3 separate regions of the Mus musculus genome follow, and regions 1 and 3 are each linked to region 2. The links are chromatin contacts, called in public Hi-C and promoter capture Hi-C maps. All regions are on one chromosome and are shown on one strand. Each heading gives the region's core, a stretch centred on a gene start, on an enhancer-like site or on the middle of the called end of the contact. The rest is flanking DNA. Distances are from core to core; before and after follow the strand shown.

What was found. A called contact is a pair of places that touch in the nucleus more often than the background predicts. Capture Hi-C pulls out chosen DNA fragments and counts their contacts.
Region 1: a contact with region 2 is called in a promoter capture Hi-C map of adipose tissue. The contact joins the promoter of Fgf6 here to the promoter of Dyrk4 in region 2. A contact is called at or near these places in 3 of 115 datasets of contacts at active chromatin or transcription factors (all in embryonic stem cells) and 1 of 9 other capture datasets (adipose tissue).
Region 3: a contact with region 2 is called in a Hi-C map of peritoneal macrophages, with 2.4 times the contacts expected there. The contact joins the promoter of Akap3 here to the promoter of Dyrk4 in region 2. A contact is called at or near these places in 7 of 39 promoter capture datasets (the C10 cell line, the HPC-7 cell line, embryonic stem cells and 1 more), 15 of 484 Hi-C or Micro-C datasets (the G1E-ER4 cell line, the STO cell line, Th17 cells and 7 more), 8 of 115 datasets of contacts at active chromatin or transcription factors (bone marrow-derived macrophages, embryonic stem cells, pancreatic cancer cells and 1 more) and 4 of 9 other capture datasets (adipose tissue, embryonic stem cells, liver and 1 more).

What each region holds. Positions count from the first base shown.
Region 1 is chr6:127,014,208-127,016,907 of GRCm38.p6, forward strand. Fgf6 (fibroblast growth factor 6) reads left to right here and starts at 1,335. Exons shown (of 3, transcript NM_010204.1): 1 at 1,335-1,724. The coding sequence starts at 1,379.
Region 2 is chr6:126,920,470-126,923,169 of GRCm38.p6, forward strand. Dyrk4 (dual-specificity tyrosine-(Y)-phosphorylation regulated kinase 4) reads right to left here and starts at 1,370. Exons shown (of 15, transcript NM_207210.2): 1 at 1,281-1,370. The coding sequence starts at 1,318.
Region 3 is chr6:126,851,665-126,854,364 of GRCm38.p6, forward strand. It overlaps Akap3 (A kinase (PRKA) anchor protein 3), which reads left to right and starts at 1,434. Exons shown (of 6, transcript NM_009650.2): 1 at 1,434-1,586.

The DNA.
Region 1 (2,700 bases), core at 85-2,584, 94 kb after region 2:
ACACACACACCCATACACATGATGTAAATTTTTTTAAAAATCATTTTAAGCTGTCTGAAAACACAGAGATTCACTGAGACATTTGACACGTGCTTCTTAAACAGAGAGGTCATTTTACAGCCGGTATTGCAGCTCAGTTGATAGCCTGCCTGTTTACATGCGGGACATCCCATGTTCAATCCCCGGCACCACATACAACCAGGCTTGTTCGCTCATTCCTGCTGTACAAGTTCTGAAGATCAAGGTCAGCATCTTCAACCACACAATGAATTTGAACGTTTTGTCTTGGTGAAACGATTGCTCAATGGTTTATAATAAGGAAGGAATAATAAGGAAGATGCGTGGTGGTCCTTGAAAATTTATTTATAAGCAATGTCCTGAACAGCCTCTGGACCTGTGCAGAATCTGCAGGTTCTGACCCTTCTACTTACTGCCTGCCCACAGTAATTCAGACAAGCCACGTAACTTCTTTGTGACTTGACTTTTGCAACTGTTAAGTGGGAATGCTATTAGAGGCCAATGGTGAACTGAAGCAGGGGGATAGCCTGATACCACTGTCACTGAAGACCATGGCCAGAAAGGGTGAGCAGGAGAAGGTGACCCATCCCTCCTTGTCTCCACAGCCCTCGTTTCTCCGGACAAACCCTCTCCTATATGCCCAATACAGAATATGCCCTGTTCTGGTAGATGGGCCCTTCTCTGCCATGAGCTCTTTCCATGAATAGGTCTTGAGAGCCACTTGTAGGCCACCATCCATCACCTGCCATCACGCCCTCCCCATCTTTCTTTACCCTTTGCCCTCTAAGGAAGCCAGTGCAGTGGGGCCAAGGGCTACTGCCCAATTTGGGTCCTGGGTGGCCTCTGCCTCCCTCTTCCCTGGGCCCCCAGCCAGCTCCACCCTCCCGCAGAGATGCTCTCTGCTAACTTCATTCCTGCCTCTAGCTGGAATGACAGTGGCTCTCAGAATCCCTGGGGACTGGAGAGGGTGGTGAGGGTCTGGGGAAGCAGCCAGGCCCAGGAGCAGGTTAATGTTACAGCCCTGGGTAAGTGAGCTGGGCCGGCTGACGTCAGGGTGGTGATGGGTGAAGGGGAGGGCCGGGTTACTGAACTATAGGTCAAATCAAAGAGAATCACCTTGGGACAGAGCCCTGCATGCCGGCTAGAGAACGTCCCCACGCCATGGTCTATACCGGCCACAGCTCAGCCTGGGTCCTTCTGCTCTCAATCCGAGTGCCTGAAGCAGGCTTTGGTTTCATGTCAGCAGCCTTCATCTGCCTTCCAAAAATAAGCCCCTGCCGCCATGCCGAGGGGAGAAAAACAAGAAGGGCGGTATTTTTAGGGCCATTAATTCTGACCACGTGCCTGAGAGGCAAGGTGGATGGCCCTGGGACAGAGGCTGTTCATCACTATGTCCCGGGGAGCAGGACGTGTTCAGGGCACGCTGCAGGCTCTCGTCTTCTTAGGCGTCCTAGTGGGCATGGTGGTGCCCTCACCTGCCGGCGCCCGCGCCAACGGCACGCTACTGGACTCCAGAGGCTGGGGCACCCTCTTGTCCAGGTCTCGAGCTGGGCTAGCTGGAGAGATTTCGGGTGTGAATTGGGAAAGCGGCTATTTGGTGGGCATTAAGCGACAGCGGAGACTCTACTGCAACGTGGGCATTGGCTTCCACCTCCAGGTGCCTCCTGACGGCCGCATCAGTGGAACACACGAGGAGAACCCCTACAGTGAGTGTCACTAGAAGATAGTTGGGGTGCTTGCTGGCTTGGGCACAAGCAGAGTCAAAAGATGAAGGGAAATTATGCTGGTGGGTGGGGCTGCACTCTAAAGGGAAGATGTGCTGGGTAACGTTTAAATGGTTTGATCTCACCCTGCCCTGCCCAGAAAGAGGTGCAGGCTCAGTAAGACCTTTACTTGCATCTTGGTGTCCTTAACCATCATCCCAGGTAACTCCATCAATGATCCTAATTACTCCAGTATTAGTGGTCCAGATCTGGTCTTCCTGAAGAATTATAACTACTCTGGTAGGGGAGATAAGTTATGATACTCTATCTTGGTTAAAACCATGAGTTTCTATTCAGCTGTCATTTTTGAAAGGGAAGGGCAAGTAGTCTGAAAAATGCCCGTCTGAAGCATCTCCTTGGTGCCATGCTTCAGGTGCCTGCATTGACAGTATTCTGGCCAAGGCAGGGTAAGGGCTGTAGGGTCCCAGACAAGCCATCTGGCTCAGTGTAGCTGCAGTGTTTGGGGACTGAGTTGAAGGATGTAGAACAGACTTTAAATAATCAAAATTGATTGATTGATTGAGTGAGTGAGTGAGTGAGTGAGTGAGTGAGTGAGTGTGTGTGGTGTGTGTGTATGTGTGTGTATGTGTATGCTTGTGTGTGTGTGTGTGTGTGTTGTTGAGAATTAAACCCAGGGACCCAGGACATGTCATGCAAGTACTGTACCACTGAGCTATATCTCCAACCCCCACTCCAATCCTTCAAGTCGAGAACCTCAGGTGACAGATCTACGGAAAGCCCAGATGCAAAGCTAATCTTAAATAGATGCTTGAGTGTCCGTTGCAATCTCCAACTCCAGTGTAAAAACTTTTCCACAAGGAACTGAATGTGCTACCAGGATGTGACCGGATGCAGCTAGTGTCGTGTAGGGATGCTATAGGACTGTCTAGATCAAGGACAGATGTGATGGAGAGGTGGA
Region 2 (2,700 bases), core at 120-2,619:
AATTTATACAACATAGAAAATCTTGGTTTTCTCTCCTACACCTGCTTCACCCCAGGCACCCTGTGGGGCTTTGCCCACCTTTCCTTCCATGATAGAGCATCCATCCCACATTGTCCTTATTTTATGGAATCTCTCCTAAAGTGGCTACTGTTTCCAGGAATATAGTGTTCTTACCATCCCTAGGTAGTGTATTTATTACATCCCTGCTGATCCTGGTGGCTTGATGAATATAGCCTATACTAGCCTTTTCTTCTTTTTAGATGAGTGCTAGGGTCAGCTAAAATCATAATTCACTGCCTCGGGATCTTGCACATTTGAGAAGTAGGCATTTTAGCTCAGGTGTAAACAATTTGGAGTTGGTGAGGGCAAAGTCAGAGAAGTGGTTGCCATATTGCCAGACGTGACTTCAGGTTCCCATCTTCTCCTGGGTATTGAAAGTTTAAATCCCAGAATCAGTAAGGCATGGCCCAGAATCTCACTCTGTAGCCCAAGCTGGCCGGACATTTGCTGTGTTGCAATGTTGACCAGGCTGGCCTCAAACTTAAAGGTCTCTTGACTCAGAGATTACAGGAGTAGGCCATGTTCGAAGATTCCTTAGAATTCGACCATCCCCATCTCATCCCTCAGGCAAAAAACAAAGGACATTCTCATGAGATGTTTCCCAGTTTTCAATCTTTATCCAAAGTGTGAGTTAAGACTGGGGAAGCTGGTGTTTTTTAAAATCATGTCTGAAAGAACAATGTTTCCTAAGTCCCAGCAGGCCTGGATATTTCAGACAGTGAACGCTCAGAGGGTGTGGAGCCACCACCTTAAGTAAACTATGTTGCTAAGTACTGGGGTTTTTCCTGCAGTGCAAACAAGTGAGGGAAGTTGATCTGGGCTTGTGATCCATACGGTCCTTGGTACACTCTGTGTCAAAGGACTGGGGTGTGTGTCTGTGTGTATGTCTGTGTCTTTGTGCTGTGTGTGAAAGAGACAACGATACCACGTGCAGAGACGGTGTGAAAAAGAATCTGCTCCATGCCCCAAGTTGCTAGAGTCAGGACCATTCCCCGCCCCCATTCTGGCACTCAGCGGGAGTCCCTAACACAGTGTTCCTTTAGTAGGAGTCAGGATGCAGGCGAGCCGCAGCTGGCAAGAGCTAAACCTCTTCTCCTTCGCGCACCCGGCCCAGCCCTCGCTCTTACTTCCCTTCTCCCTTTCCACTTGCCCCTTGAGGACCCAGCCCTAGTTGGCTCAGGGTTTGCGCCCATCGCAAGCCTCTTCTCTTAGGCGCTTACTCTGTCCGGGTGAGGGCAGGAAGTCGGAGGAGCTGCATCCGGCTGTCACAGACAGGGATCCCTGCAGAGGTTTAGGAGGAACCCTCAACCAGGCGCAGAGGGGCCACACCCTCCTAGCGTTGCTGTAGAAACCGCTCAGGCCCTTTTTGTGACTCTGAGCTGAATAGGCTTACCCCACTTAAGGCCCAAACCATCTTTCGCATAGGCCAAAAGAATACATCTCTCCCCAACCTCGTTTTCTCTCTCCAATTCATGGATCACCCAAGGTATGAGTGAAATCCCAGGACCCTGAGATTAAAGTTGGCTGGACAGGCCAGACTGGAAAATTTCTAAGATCTTTCAAAAACAGTATGTGGAAGTAGATAAAAGCCCTGGATAGAATTTTCTTATAAGATGTACACTTCGACTGTACTAAGTTTCAGAAAGAACCACATGGAACTGTGACAGTGGCATGTCCTGATGGGCTCTGATACCAGGAAGGGACTCACTGAAAAGAAGCAGAGTTGAGTTTAGCGTTCAAGTCCTTAGACATTTAGCTGAGTACCCGAGGCAGCTGTGACGGGCAGACTGCGGTGTTTATGTGGTTCCCCAGGAAGCTGTTCATTCTGACTTAATGTTTGAGACAAGTTTCACTACATAGCCCTGGTTGGCCTGGAACTGTGTAGACCAAGCTGGCCTTGAGCTGGTAGGGAAGCATCGTCCTCTACTAGGATTAAAGGTGTGTGTCACCATAGCCTGTTCATGCTTTTATTTTGGGAATGCAGTGTCAGTAACGTCTTGAATGGATACACAACGGGGTGAGGAGTAGCAGCGAGGACCAGTCCATCAGAACACAGATAGACCAAAGCACAGGCATGATACGGTGGCGAGTGTAACATGAGAGAGCTACAGTGAGTCAAGGAGTAATCTGCTCTTTGGGTATGATGATTGGGGTAGGTAAGACCAAGCGAGGAAGAGGTGCGACCGCGGCCAGCAACTGATGGTTATTAACCCTTGTAGCTAGGCCGGTTTTAACACACTTTGAAGTTTTTATTTAGTGTGTCTGAGTATGTATTACATATGTACATGCACCACTGGAGTGCAGGTGCCCGTGGAGTCTAGAAGAGGGTGTTAGATCTGCTGAAGTGGAGATTCAGGCAGTTTTAAGCCACCTGATATGGGTGCTGGAAAACAAACCTGCGTTCTGTGCAAGAGCCGCAAGCGCCTTTAAGCACTGAGCCATCTCTCTCCAGCTTCTGAGGGACCTTATGACTACAAAGAAATAATGCGAATCATAATAAAACCCAAGTCCCTCCAGTGAGTATTATATATTTATAACAATGGTTATTGCTCAAAGCATACAAATTAACTCAAAACCAGGTAACTAGGTGGGTGTCACAGCACCCACCACCACTAGGGAGGCCGTGGCAGAAGGAAGGAT
Region 3 (2,700 bases), core at 184-2,683, 69 kb before region 2:
AATCCACCTGCCTCTGCCTCCCAAGTACTGGGATTAAAGGCACCACCACTGCCCGACCCCTTTTTACTTTGAGACAGTGTTTCCCTAAAATGTTGAGGCTGACCTTGAACTTCAGTTCTCCTGAGTAGTTGAGACACTGTGATTTCAGGTCTTCACCTCTGGGCCCAGCTGACCCAGTATTGATGAGAATTGCCATTTATCCAATTGAACTAGAAAAGAAGCCCTTTTACTCTGAAGCTCAGTAATGCCCAATTGCCTTGCATTTCTTGGCCTCCTTCTTTCTTGACTAGAGCTCAGAATTTGCTAGCCCCTGATTCTGAGATTGATATAAATATTATGGTACTCTCCAAGTTCTGATAAATTGACATATCCCATTCCCATTTTGCACATGCCTCATAACCTAGGAAGTAAGTATATCACTTACCAACTCTGGGTCAAGCACTTTTGGTCTCAAGGTGTCATAGTTGAAAGAGCACTGATTTTAATACCTGGAGTATTTTATCCAGTTCAACACCTAACTGGGAAACAGATGCCTGCTGCTTGCCTCAAATGATTATTAATAGGCTCAGGTGACTAAATGATATAAAGAACCTTGGTCACCTGCAAAAAGCTGTCAGCCAGCCAGTGTGCCTGCCTCTTCAAACATCAGGGAAGTACACAGATGCAGTGTGTCTGAGCTGCAAAGGCTCTGGCAGAAGCCAACAAGCCTACTTTTTTTTCTAAGATGAGAACGATCCATAATAAAAGTTGGTAGTTGGCAAATGGCTTTATTGAAGGATACCAATATCCAGTTGCTTTTGAATCTGTTCGGGTTTTTGTTGGTTTTGATTTTGTGTTTGGTTTGGGGTTTTTTGGTTTGGAGTGGGTGTGGTGTGTTGTTTTTCACCTTTGTTGGAACTTTGTTCCTTGGTTAGACTGTTTTTGGGCCAGGCATGGTGGCTTGTGCCAGTGACAAAGCCAGCAGCAACAACGAGAGAGATGCAGCCCCACAGTTAGTTCAGGTCATCAATTTCAGGACTAGCCAGTGTGAATCAGGATCCTCTCCTGTGCTGCCATCTGAATTTGTTGACAATACTCTGCTGTTTTAATGGAATCCATTGGCTTGATTTTCTCTCCCATATTCACCCACCTCAAATACTAAAGGAAGTGAATCAATAGGAGAAAGCCAGGTCAGATAAGTGGATATGTTGATAATACTCTGCTGTTTTAAATGAAATCCATTGGGAAAGGCTTCCCCTCCCATACTCCCCCATTTCACTCTAACACTCAGAAGTAATAGGAGAAAACAAGGCCAGTTCTTCTAACTGGATGTCAGAGCCATAGAGTATATTTATTTCCACCCTTCCTCCTCCCCCCCCCTTTTTTTGAGCACTCAATCTTAGGCAGCCTCACATGGTTGCTATAGAAACAGTGATGTCACTAGCTGCAATTCTGATGTCACTCCCTAGTGCCAACAAGGAGGAGGTGCATGGAAGGCTGGGGAGGGAAACAAGATCTTCAGCTGAGTAAGAACATCCCAGCATCTTCATTGACTTTAAAAGTATATTCTGGAGTCTTCTGTGGTTCCCTATAACAGAGCTTCAGAGGTAGGAAAGCCCATTGGGCTGGGAAAACAGCCCATTTTCTGATCCCCTGTGGTTAGAAAGGAGAAGTGATGGACAGCTTTTTTTATTTCAATCTCGGCTTCCTGCTTCTGCCCAGCCAGTTTTAGTTTCCGCTTTGAATCCTGTGGGACTACATGGATTCCCTCAGCAGCATTCCATCCACTGACCTTTCACATCAAGTTCAAAGTTACTTACAGGTCTGACCTGCTATCCCAGACTAATCTATTGTGGGCCTGAAGGATTCACTCCTTCCAAGTGTGATGTTCAGAGTAGAATACAGCCTGCCTGTTGGATTTTCCAGCTGTATTGTCTGGCTAATTCCACATGCTCTTTTCTCTCCAGAACTCTGAGTAAATTCATGCTGGTAGATGAGTCTGATTCTCACCCACTTGAAGCCTCAGAGCTCTTTAAACAGAAGCAGATTTTAGGCAGCAGAGCACGGGGAACAGGTAAGCTATCTGTAGCTGTGCGGAATTCAACTATCAAGTAGCAACAAGACTTGTTGGGTTTCTACAGGGCTTCAGACACAGAGAGAAGAGACAGAGTGGTAGGAGGGGATAGAGACAACTAGTAATTCGTCCATATTAAAATGAATACTAAAATTTGGTTGAATAAACTTCAAAATGTATGAAGGATATGTAGGAACCCCCTCTGAGCCTGGTTTACACTGCCTAAAATTTAGCTTTTTCATGAGTTAAGGCATCTTGAGAAATTAGGAAATGGGGTGGGGGTGGGGAGATTTCTTCAGGTGGTCTTGTGGCCTGGAGTAGAACAGGCCTAACCATCCCTTCCTCGCTCAGCTCTCCACCAGCATTCATGGCTTGCACTCCTCTCCGGTTTGAGGTAACAATCACTTTGACATCCTCCTCCCACCTTTTCACACTGGCATCTTGTGATCTTGTTTGTCCCTCCTAACTGTATCCCAGGCTTTTTTAGAACTCACGGTGCAGTTCAAGCTGATCTCAAACTTGCTGCCGTCATTCTGCCTCGGCCTCCCAAGTGGTGAGATTATAAACATGACCCATGACATCCAGCTGGCTCATAGGCATCTGTATGATGTATGTCTGTATGTACACACATGTGCATGAGAGAACAT